Linked DNA regions of Oryzias latipes: region 2 is linked to region 1. A link is a contact called in public Hi-C data. All regions are on one chromosome and are shown on one strand. Each heading gives the region's core, a stretch centred on a gene start, on an enhancer-like site or on the middle of the called end of the contact. The rest is flanking DNA. Distances are from core to core; before and after follow the strand shown. Region 1 holds the start of arhgef9 (rho guanine nucleotide exchange factor 9). Region 2 holds the start of LOC101173952 (SH2 domain-containing protein 1A).

What was found. A called contact is a pair of places that touch in the nucleus more often than the background predicts.
Region 2: a Hi-C map of embryo shows a contact between it and region 1, with 1.6 times the contacts expected there. The contact joins the promoter of LOC101173952 here to the promoter of arhgef9 in region 1. A contact is called at or near these places in 2 of 5 Hi-C or Micro-C datasets (embryo and fibroblasts).

Annotation. Positions count from the first base shown.
Region 1 is chr10:22,264,713-22,270,221 of ASM223467v1, reverse strand. It overlaps arhgef9 (rho guanine nucleotide exchange factor 9), which reads left to right and starts at 1,789. Exons shown (of 16, transcript XM_020706732.2): 1 at 1,789-2,053; 2 at 4,529-5,509. The coding sequence starts at 4,603.
Region 2 is chr10:22,616,332-22,621,908 of ASM223467v1, reverse strand. LOC101173952 (SH2 domain-containing protein 1A) reads left to right here and starts at 1,993. Exons shown (of 3, transcript XM_004073542.4): 1 at 1,993-2,439; 2 at 2,716-2,779; 3 at 4,277-4,797. The coding sequence starts at 2,303. The coding sequence ends at 4,540.

The sequences.
Region 1 (5,509 bases), core at 540-3,039:
CCCCCCCCCCCCCCATAACTACACAGCATCTCTCCCCAGTCTCCCCAAACTCAGCAACCGTCTCCTTCTGAGAAAATGGAGTAAACCTCAGTCTGTTTTCACCAAACACCTGCACTCAAAACAAAACTTGGACTTGACCTCCCAGCTGTTCTCACATGAGCTGCAGCTTATGCATCTAGTTCCCATGGCTTTACTAAGCCTTTCATTTGATATCACAACATATCTGCCCCCCCCCCCCCCCCCCCAATCCCTCTCCTCCCCCCCACCTCCCTCTCCCCTCCCTCTGTCTGGCTGGCTTTTTCACGGCAGCCTGTTTTCTCTCAGCAGCTTTGACAAAGACTGGTGAAATAATTACAGCTGGGTCTATGCTGAGGGTGTTTGTCCTCTGTAGTTCCCCCCCCCCAAAAAATAAAATCTGTAAGTGTGGACCGTGTCATACGATGGAGAGGAAGAAGACGATTGTTCTGAAATTGAGGGATGGATGACATCATTTCAAAGGGTTTGGTTTTGCTCTGAAAAAAAAAAAGTCAAGTCAACAAAACCAAAAAAAGAAAGCCCTGCAAATGACGATTCACTTTTTCAATGCTATCCATTGTTTTAATTTTATCCTACTTAATTTTCTGTCATGTTTACACTATTTGGGTGAATTTTTTTGTGAAAGATGAGGAAGAACCTGCTGCCTGTTCGAGCCAGGATGTTTTGTGACAGCAGGAGGACGGCAGGAAGGCGGTCTTGAGGAAGTTTGCAAGAATTAAATAAGTATAGGAACAAAGGGAATAGTTTTAGCCTTAAAAAATGCAAGAATGTGTCTGAATTCAAAAGGAATTAAAAAAAATGTGACTAATCCTGAAATCATTTACATAAAAAAAGAATCTTTGCAAATATGGAAGTTCCATAATGTCACATGGAGATGAGGCTGCTGTAAGTCACAGTGACAGTTGCGGATGAGTTATCAGGAGAGTGTGGCATGTAAATCATCAGAGTTGCTGCTTACACCACCAAGAACTGCAGCTGTAAAGCGGACGAGGGAGCGGAGAGCTGCTCCACGGACAAGCAAGGGAAGCATGGACACGCAGAGATATTTACATACAGTCAGACAGACTTCCTGGCATTGTCAGCCTGAGAGCGTTGATGTCAGATCCACTCCTTCCTGTGCAGAAGGGAGAACGCCACGCTGTGACAATGGGCCCAAAACAGGACAAAGAGGAAACGTTTAAATTTAGGCCCCCTTCTTCCACCATCTCCTCTTTCAGGGCTATGGACTTATGGAGCTGTTTAGTTTTCTGAGTTCCTTCAGTCCCCCCCCCCCCCCACACACACACACACACCCTCCAGCTCCCTCTCCCCATTGTGTCACTTGAATAGAAGGATTTTCACATTCAGAGCAAATCCCATAGGAGGATCAGCCAGAGACCAGAGTTCAGTCAATCACTTGTTTTCACTGATGTTCCTTTGGAAGTTATAAGTGCTTTTGTAACAAAACCATCCAACAAATACTATGTGTGTATGTGAATGTGTATGACCTGCATTAAAAAAAGGTGGAACAACAGTCATGAGGGACAGAAGAAACACGAGAACAACACAGAATACAAGCGATTTATGAATTTTAGTAGTTTTAAAGACCTTACTAAGCTTTTAACTATCTGTTATTAGCTTTTGACTGAAAATAATTATAGTTTTTATGTTCTGGTCTGTGTGTATGTGTGGAACTAATGTGTGTAAGTGTGTGTGTGCGTGCGCGCGTGAAGGAGGATGTGTTGTTTCTCCGTGCGTAAAGAGCTTTATCACAAATCAGAGTGTCGGGGTCTGCTAAGGCGCACAGGGCAAGAGTTCACCGGGAAACTTTTTTTGAAACGTTGGAGCCTCACTTCAGAAAGTTAGAAGGGAAAAAAAGGAGTCAAATGAGAGGCGCAAAGGGAGTCGCTGTTCCTATCGCAGCGTCCGCCTTCTCGCCCTCGGATGGCAGCAGTTAGGACAGCGGTGGACTTCAGCCGGTGGCTGGTCTAACTTGACTGATCGCGGGGCAGATGTCCTTATAAAGCGCACAGGTTTGGTAAGTTTGCGCCGGCTCTTCTGTCTCAATCACGGCGTTTTCACGGCGTGGACCTTTTCCACGGAACTCTCTATTCACTTTATGTGGACGGTTGAAGCGCTACAGCTGTCATTTTTCTTTCCTTTTACGCAGCGACTGTTTAAGGTAATTTTACTAATTCAACAGTCTTATCGTGAACCCGAGTTTTTGTAATGACGTAACTTTTCGATTTGACTTTTAGACCTCGGGACAACAACAAACAACTTTAGTCTCAGCTTTTAGACAGACAGAGGTAAAGTTCTTGAAGTTTTGAAGGTGGCCGCAAACGCCACACTAGTTAACATTATTCACCTGTTTAATACCCCAAGTTGGTTAAAAATGAAGTCAAGTTGCTGTTACTCCTAAGTTAAATTGGACTATCTTTTTAAAAAGCTACACATTCAAATAGTCTGTGTCCTAACTGACAGTTTAATTCGACTATATGTTGAATATTATGGGCTTTAAGTGCAGACTCCATCTTAATTTGTGGGTAATAACATCCAAATGGGAGGCTGGTTTAAGAGATTCCAACTCTAATTGGCCGGATTAATATAACCTCAAAATTCTTTTTTTTTAAACTCTTATGAATCCTTTAGGAAATGACTCCCAGACATTTGGAGGCCACAAACATCATCAAAAGAATGTGTATCCTCCTTTTTTTAAGGCTTTGGAAATGCTCTTCCTTCACTTGGCTGTCTCTGTGGTTCTTATTTTTGTTAGTGAAACAGCCCAGAACGTTGCAGAAAATTCCTGTTTGGGATTTCAGAATATTTTCTTGCAGAGATTTTGATAACTTCTTATAACTTTATTTTAAAAAAAATGTGTGTGTTTTTGTGGAGATTTGTCTATAAACCTTCTTAATTTGGTACTGCCAAAATCCTTGTGCACCCTTTCTATCACCTGGTAATGTTGGGTGACTTTGTCCATCTGAGCTGATCACATCCCACTTCTGGTTTATTTGTCTGCAGAAAGCATTCCAAACATAGAACTGATCTAACTTTTTTTTTTTTTAATGAAACTATAATCCTCATATAAACAGTGTGCACCCTTATAGGTAGCCGTGATTAATTATGTACAGTCATTTTCTTTTCATTGTGCAGCTTAACAATAGTATGACTAACTCTTTGAGAGCGTCTGAAAAGGATGGTGATTCAAAGCTTGAGACTGTGTAAACCTGCACATTTTACCAAGCTGAACAAGGATTTCCTCTTTAGATATAAGTACCAAACAGTATCTTAACTTGTTGTTGCTTTTCTTTTGACTTTGTGTAGTTCGATCTCATTTTGATAAAACATTAGTGGGAATTCCTTTTTGTGTCACTGCGATTCATTTTTTCTCAAATCTTATCTAGAGAAAAATCCAAGATTTAAGTGCAGCCTAACTTCAATTAAAACTCACCAAAAACAGCATCTGTACCTTTTTATTATTCTCAAAAGATTATCAGTGATAAAGTAATAATATTTTTAAGTTTTTGATCCTCTGTAACAATTTAATTTACAATAACTAGTGTTGTGGTGGAAGCCTCAAATAAACAAGATGCTTCCACTCATTAGTCGAATTACCAAACTAGTGAAATTAGCATACTCTAAGCATCTTCCGCTTTTGACGAAGCCCATCTAAGCTGTGCGGTGGTGTTACTACTGGAGCAGATCTGTAAAAGACATCACTATAGTGAGTGTTTCTATGACAACAACGCCTCCCAGTTAAAAAGTGAGTTGGGATTGTGTCTAAAATAATTACTTTGAAGCAAATATGGGGGTGCAAAAGCAAATATTGGGGGTGGAGGGTACAGTGGGTTCCCTGCAATTCAAAAGTCTGAGCATCAAAGAAGGAGATGTCCCAGACTTTTGCTGTTTGAAAGCTTGTTCCCATCTGTTACTCCTAAATATTTGACCTTTATTGCAGATTAGATAATACATTAAATGCCCTTCCTAATAAGTACACCGTTAGCATTCATATCCCTTAGCAAAAAGTAGTATATTTGAGTTTAAGTATAGCAAGTATGCTATAAACCATGTACATGTTCTTCAGACTAAATGAAAGTGTATAATATATAGGTAGTATATAAAAAAGGAAACTTTAAGTATACTGCCTGACTTTTAGTATAGACTGCTTAGTACATTTAACCCTGGTGCTATCCTAGGCACTAACGTTGGGAGTTGGGTCATCTAGACCCAGTAGACAGTGCTCTGAACCTTTTTTCTTCAATGATTTGTGATCTTCACTGGTGTCCATGGATTCCATCAAATCTTTCCACCTTTATCCACCTTTGTCATGGTAGGGAGAATGCGTCAATGTAAGGGTGGGGTCATCTAAGATAGCACAAGGGTTACACAGGCTACTTTTTGCTAAGGGATACAAGTATTTGCTGTAAGTAAAACTTATTTCTTAAGTGTAGTTAATGTGTTTTCAGATTAATGTCAGACTCCTGAATAAAAATGTTTTTTGCTCCCCCAGGTGCTTGACAACGCGAGTGGGCCTTAACATGATGCCTACTGGAACTGATAGCTGACACTGTAGAATGAGAGAGGATGGAACAGACAGACAACCCTGTCCCTGACAGCAGTAACCCTAATGGGTTTGTCAACCGAGTGTTTAATGTTTCTCTGGACGTGGAGAATGAGAGCGGCAGTGTTTATATTCAGGAGGCTGGGCCAGGAAATGTGGACAAGCAAGGAGAGATCCAGGCCGCCTCTTCTCAGATCCTTGTCAAGGACAGACAGGAGGTCAGTCGGAGACCCCGTGCCACAGGGGGCATCTGGAAGATCTTGAACAGGAAGAGAGCTGTCTCAGAACTGGAGAGGAGACCCCACTCCATGATCCTACCTGGGGAGACTTCCATCCCTAAACTCTCATTTGCTGATAAAGTTCGGTCTTTTAAGAAGCTAAAATCCCCTGCAGTGTTCAGAGGAAAGACGGGAAAACTGTCCACAGCCAAGTTCACCAGCTCACTGGTGGATGAGGAGTTGTTCTGTCGGGACATTGGTACTCCTCAGCAGACCAGCAGGGGGACGCTAAGACACAGAGGCAAGAGGCATTCTTATGCTGGCTATACAGCAGAGTTTGAGTGTTCGCTGGAGGAAATAGACCTATCTTCTCCAACGGATGGCGCTCTGCCCGCTGTAGTCGGAGAAGCTGTTCCGCAGAACGGTTGTAAACCCTCAGAAAAAGTTTTGTACTCTAAGAGAAGCAACAACACGTCATCCAACTGTAATAAAGTGACTGTAGGATGTGACGAGGCTAGCATGAAGAGTAGCCAAAGAAACCCTCCCAATGGAGGAAAACGGCACAAAGATATGTGGAGTTACCTGAGGAGGATTTCCCTCTTGGGGAAGGCCAATCCCGTCTACTCTGAGAGGAGCTTTGACTCAGAACTTCCCTCATTGGACAAAACAATGGACTCAGACTATGGTTCTGTAGACTTTGAGAGTGTTAGAG
Region 2 (5,577 bases), core at 744-3,243, 350 kb before region 1:
GTTTTCAGGTTATCTGCTCAGCTTTGTCACTATTTTGGTAGTCTCTGGTTTTTGTCATATTTAGGAATGGTTATTAAATGTTTTAGTTTCTGCTACCAAGCCTGGTCTCCTACATAGTAGGTCCTACACCACCAGTTTCTGACACTTAAGCTGAATTTTAAGCTTGCTTGGACTTGCGATAAGCCTTGCATTTGTCAGGAGGGCCGCTGTAGACCAGGAGTTGGCAAATTATGGGGCCCGTCAAACTGTTTAAACTGGCCTGCCAAAATACCAAAAATTATATTCTTATAAATGTTTTATTTTCCCTGCAATTCTGGTGTCTATACCCACAGATGATGTGGTACAAATACATTGACCTATATATGTGCTGAAACTTACTCTGCGTTCTTGTGGAAGATTTTTCTGACATTTGTGTGTTTTTTGCGTGCGGGAAAGTAATTTATATGCTCAGTCCAACACCACCTGAACACAGCATTTCTATAAATTTGTGTTTTTCCCCTGGGGGGGGGGGCATTGGTGCAATTGGCACTAAAATGAGGAAAAGTTTCGAAAAAAAGAAAAAGCGCAAAATGTTTTGTTTAAAAATATGTGTGCAAACTTTGATTTTGGTTGAAAACTGATATACGTTTTGGTCCAGATTCCATGTTATTTCTTTCTCTCATGAGGTGGGTTACCAAGACTCTCCATGCATCTGTCTGGGCCTTCTGTCTAATTTTAGAACCCTTTGTGGCCAAAGGGGTGAAAATGTTTGCCCCCCTCTGCTGTAGACCAAAAAGCAGGAGACATAAAACACTTGTTGGCGGAAACCAAGCTTGATAAGCAAACCTAAACATAACAAAAATGAAACCATAACCAAAATGTGACATAACACCTAACCTCTAAGAAACATGATGATGAGCAAAAACCAAGAACGCCCATTGAGGGTTATTAACATAAAGCAGTTGTTTGGGAACTAACATTTTTTAAACATGGCCCCATGTTTTTGAAATCATTTATCTTCTATTTTAACAGTTGGACATATCTGATTAGAAATGAGATAAAACTTCAGCCTTTGGGTAAAAAGTGGCATGGCTCCAATGCAAGCCCAAATCATCATACCTCCACTGCCATGCTTTCTAGATTTGCATTGATATTTGTGCTGCTCAGTTTGGTCAATGCAGGGGTGGCTGAGCATAATGACCAAGATTTGATCAAAGGAATTTGGTCAAATCAGTTTTAGTCTTCATTTTGAAGGACCTAAAGGTCTTTCAAAACATCCTTGGAGCAGTCCTTTTTAATTTTTAATCAACCTTTTTCTTTAGGGGATTGATTTAAAGAAGATAGAGGAAAGAAAGAGATCAATAAAGAGTTAGAAGTCTAACTTCTAAGGAAATTGTCCTTTCAAGCTACCTAGAATGATTCATCTTTCCTTTTTGGGCCTGCATTAAAACACTTTTTGCTCCACATCAAACTGCCTAAATGCAGTAGTTTCCTGTTCTTGGAACCATTGTAATTAAATATGCCCAAAATACGTCTGATCATGTGATCAAAGCCTAGCAGGAAACTACAAAGTGTACATATGTAAGCTGTTGTTATCATTGAAGCAGAATGTGTATTATGTGAATGCAAAAACATTGTTTGTTGTAGATATGACACAGTATTGCAGAGTGCAATGTTGTGGAATATATAAGCTTCTTCTACTTCTTTTACTTTTTCTGTCTCAAGTGCACATGAACAGCATCTTTAGTTTATTTACCCGAAAAAATCTTTAAGTGGTTTGAGTAGAAATGTATATGGAAAAAAGGTGGAGCAAATTTTTTGCTAATACGTATACAGACTGAGGCTGGAAAATGTGGTTTTGCTGCCGTATGTCATGTTTTCCTGAGTGAAAAGATGATTTTGACCTTTTTTTTTGGATCCCTCTCTTGGTTATGCAGTTGTTGTGGAAATGTTCAGTTAGTCTTTGAAGTCACTTCCTGCTGTGAAATACAACCATTTCCTGAGAGATGAACAAACCCACATTTTACTGGTGTGCATAGGTGCACATGTGTGCATCTCATACAGAGAGCAAGGAAGGCAGTGAGCAGGAGCTCACAAGTGGCAGAGGTTAATGAGAGAGATGCTTGGAATTGGGAAGAAGACGGAAAGCTTTCAGGTCAAAGGTCAGGCTTTTTAAGGCAACAAGATTTAATGCCTGGAGGATACGCTGTTGTTCCCAACGCAGAAAACAACAACAACAACAAAAAAAGAGATTTTCTGTGTTTAAAAGAGCAGAAAACTGGCCTGGTTTACAGCAAATAAGCATATTTGAAGAAAAATAGCGATGGAAAATTTGCCTGTTTACCACGGACCTATCGGCAAGGAGGAGGGCGAGCGACGGCTGGGCCAGGACGGGCGGGATGGGTGTTATCTGATCCGCAACAGCGACTCGTTGCCGGGCGTTTACTGCCTGTGTGTGCTGTGAGTATTAATAAAAAATGATATATATATATTTATATTTTTGCATTAATCTAATTCTAATTTCTGATGATATACAGATTATTGCTTTACTAATATTTGAGAAAAAGCGTTAAAGCGGTAAAAAACAGCATCCAGGTTTCTAATAAAGACTTAAAATCAGTGTAAATATGAAAATCACCAACAAGATGAAGTGAAGCAGCAACTGCACATCTTTCATGAAGTTTAAAAAAAAAAAGTGAACCCAGAACAAAAGGTGTTTGTTTTATCTGTTTGCAGGTGCAAAGGCTACGTCTACACCTACAGACTCTACAGGGATGACACTGGCTCATGGGCTGCAGAAGTGAGATTTTTTTTCTTTTCTTTTCTTTTTTTCCTTTTTGTCAAGTTTTTTCTATTTATTTTGTCATCACACACCAAAAACCTTCACAGACTCAGCAGAGCGACAGCACATCTGCTCCGCTGTGGTTGGTGTTTATTGGGTTAGAAGTTGTTGTGGTGCCACAGTAATTCAACAAGCTGTGGATCTGAGGCAAACATGTTTCTCTGCTCCTTTTTTTTTTTTTTTTTTTTGGAGGACTGACATCGCAGAAAAACTGGGTACATTCCTTTTCCTTCAGCAACAACAAACCTGTGCGCCCGGCCCTCTCTCTCCATTTCAAATTTAAAGATGGCAGCATCAGCACATGTTCCACAGATGTGGAAATGTGGAATTACATTCGACAGCATTTCTGATGGTGTGTATCAGTGAGCAGTGAGGATTGGCAAACACCCAGAGATGCGAACGCACAGACATCTGAAGGCCTTGTGGCTTTGTGACGACTGAGCAAGACGACATTTTTAACTCTTGCTCCCTGTCAGGTGCACTGACAGGAGGGTGGACTTGAATTACAGGAGTTTCACTACCAGCTCAATAACAGTTTACATTATTCATGTGCAATATCAGTCACTTTAATGAAAGGCACTGGGGAAACAGAGGTTACGCTCGTGGCCTGAGATAGGAGCATCCAAAGTGCTGCGCTGTGGGAATTACTCCCTGCCTTTGATTAAATGATGTTACATTGTATTCAAGGAACACCGTCTTCTCCGGCTCTCGCACTGATTGATAGCACGGAATGAAAAGATGCATTTTTTTTTAAAGTCCTTACTTGACAAAATTACAGCCAATTTGAAAATGCAATGCTTTAGTAATATTAAACTTTAAAGAGACAGCCACTGTAGACAAACACACACACCAGGAAAACTGATGAGTGTGTTATTACAAACACCGCAAAGCTCCCTGAGAGATACTGGAAAAAAAAGGGAAAATGCCAAAGTAAAACCGAAGGATCAAGCTGAAAAAGGATTGTTTTGTTCTCGCTTAAGCTTTTTGTTAAAGGGACGTTTGTGGTATTTCAGAGGGGTGCGGTCACAAATAAAGCTGCTGGGGTAATGAGACACTTGAAGAATCCTTGTTGTCGCACATGACCCGTAAAATAATGATTTTTATTAACTAAAAAAACATAAAAACACCAAAAGAATTGTGTGATTACAGAGGCGAGCAGATTTTGAATTCTCCAAATAAAGCTTTTAGCGCCTTCATGTAGTGCTGTTGTTTACAGAAAAGTAATATAAGGACGTAGTTCAGATAAATAAATCACTGACAGATTTCAGATCACAAGACATTTTCTTTTTGGCATCCATTAGTAGAATTGATCCTTTTTATGATTTCGGTCTTAGAAGAGCTCATTTCAAAAGGCCACGCCACATCCTTTTTATTTCCCCTGTTGTGTTTGATGTGAAATCTAATTCCTTTGTGCCTCTTTTTCTCTCTTCTTTTTTGAACCGTGCTGTCGTGCAGACGACTCCCGGTGTGCAGAAAAGGTATTTTCGACAGATCAAGAATTTGATAGCAGCTTTTCAACAGGCCGAACAGGGAATCGCCATGCCGTTACTGTACCCCATCACCGCCCAGGGACGGGCCCACACCCACCCGCAGTCACACGTGCTCAGTAGCAGCCCGTCATCACCTCCTGCCAGTCAGCACTCTTCCGTCCAGCAGCGGACGCCAAATGCCATTCAGAAAAACAGGAACAAGAAGGAGGTGCCGCAAACTTTTGGTTAGGGGCAAACCCTGCACTCAACCCTGAACTATAGTTGTGAAAAACACATTTTCTGCTTACATTGACCAGTGTGACGTACATGTGATTTTTTTTTTTTTTTTTGTCTTACTCAAACGTAATTTTACCCCCATTTTTTTGTCTTTGTCGTCCTGTATCTGCAGCACAGAAAATGCTTCTAACTGTGTAAAATATTGATCTGCTGTAACATTAATATCTATAAATGTATAAATAGACTGACAATAAATATTGGGCAACTTTTCTTTGTGTAATTGTTGTGTGTGCGTCGTAAAGGAAATGGATGATATCAAACTTCTTTAAATAAGGTCACAGTGTGGCAGCCACATACGCCCCCACCCCATGTCTGATGTATGGTATAATCTGTAGGCAAGGATCCAATTTGACACACTGAAGTGGTGATTTCCGTGGAGAGAATGCTGAGAGTTGAGATGGGTGGGCGTGGAACTCTGGAGGCCCTTCATTCCTAATGATTGACATTAGCGGCGCCTAATAAAAAAATATGATAGAGGGACAGAGAAGGAGAAGGCGAGAGATAGCAGGAGCGGGTGGTTCTTCGGCGCGGCGGTCTCCTAGCAACGCACCCTCCATCCCTTCACAACGGAGATGAGCCTGGACATTGGCGCGCGCAGCATATGGCTGAGAAGGCAAGGCGCACCGCGGCCTACCAGCAAAGAAATGTGTATCACCTGTTCGCCGTCAGAACATATGCATTGTGTCGTCCACAGCCCAAGAGAGAAAAGCAAACAATTAATGGTGGGCAGATGGTGGAGTGACGGCGGGAGGGAGTTGTTGTGGGGTGGGGAGGCAGACGGATGGGGAGGTGGATTTGTGGTTGGTAGCTTTAAAAGGAGAAAAAACTTTTTCTGTGGTGGGGAGAAGCTTGGAAGTGGTTCGCATGTAGCCTGATTGGCATTTCCTAATGAGAGGAGACAAGCTGTAGAGAACAGTGCAGCCAACTCCAGGTCCTGCCCCTTCTGCACTCACCACCCACTCGCTGAGCCTCAGCTGTCACATTTCTCTT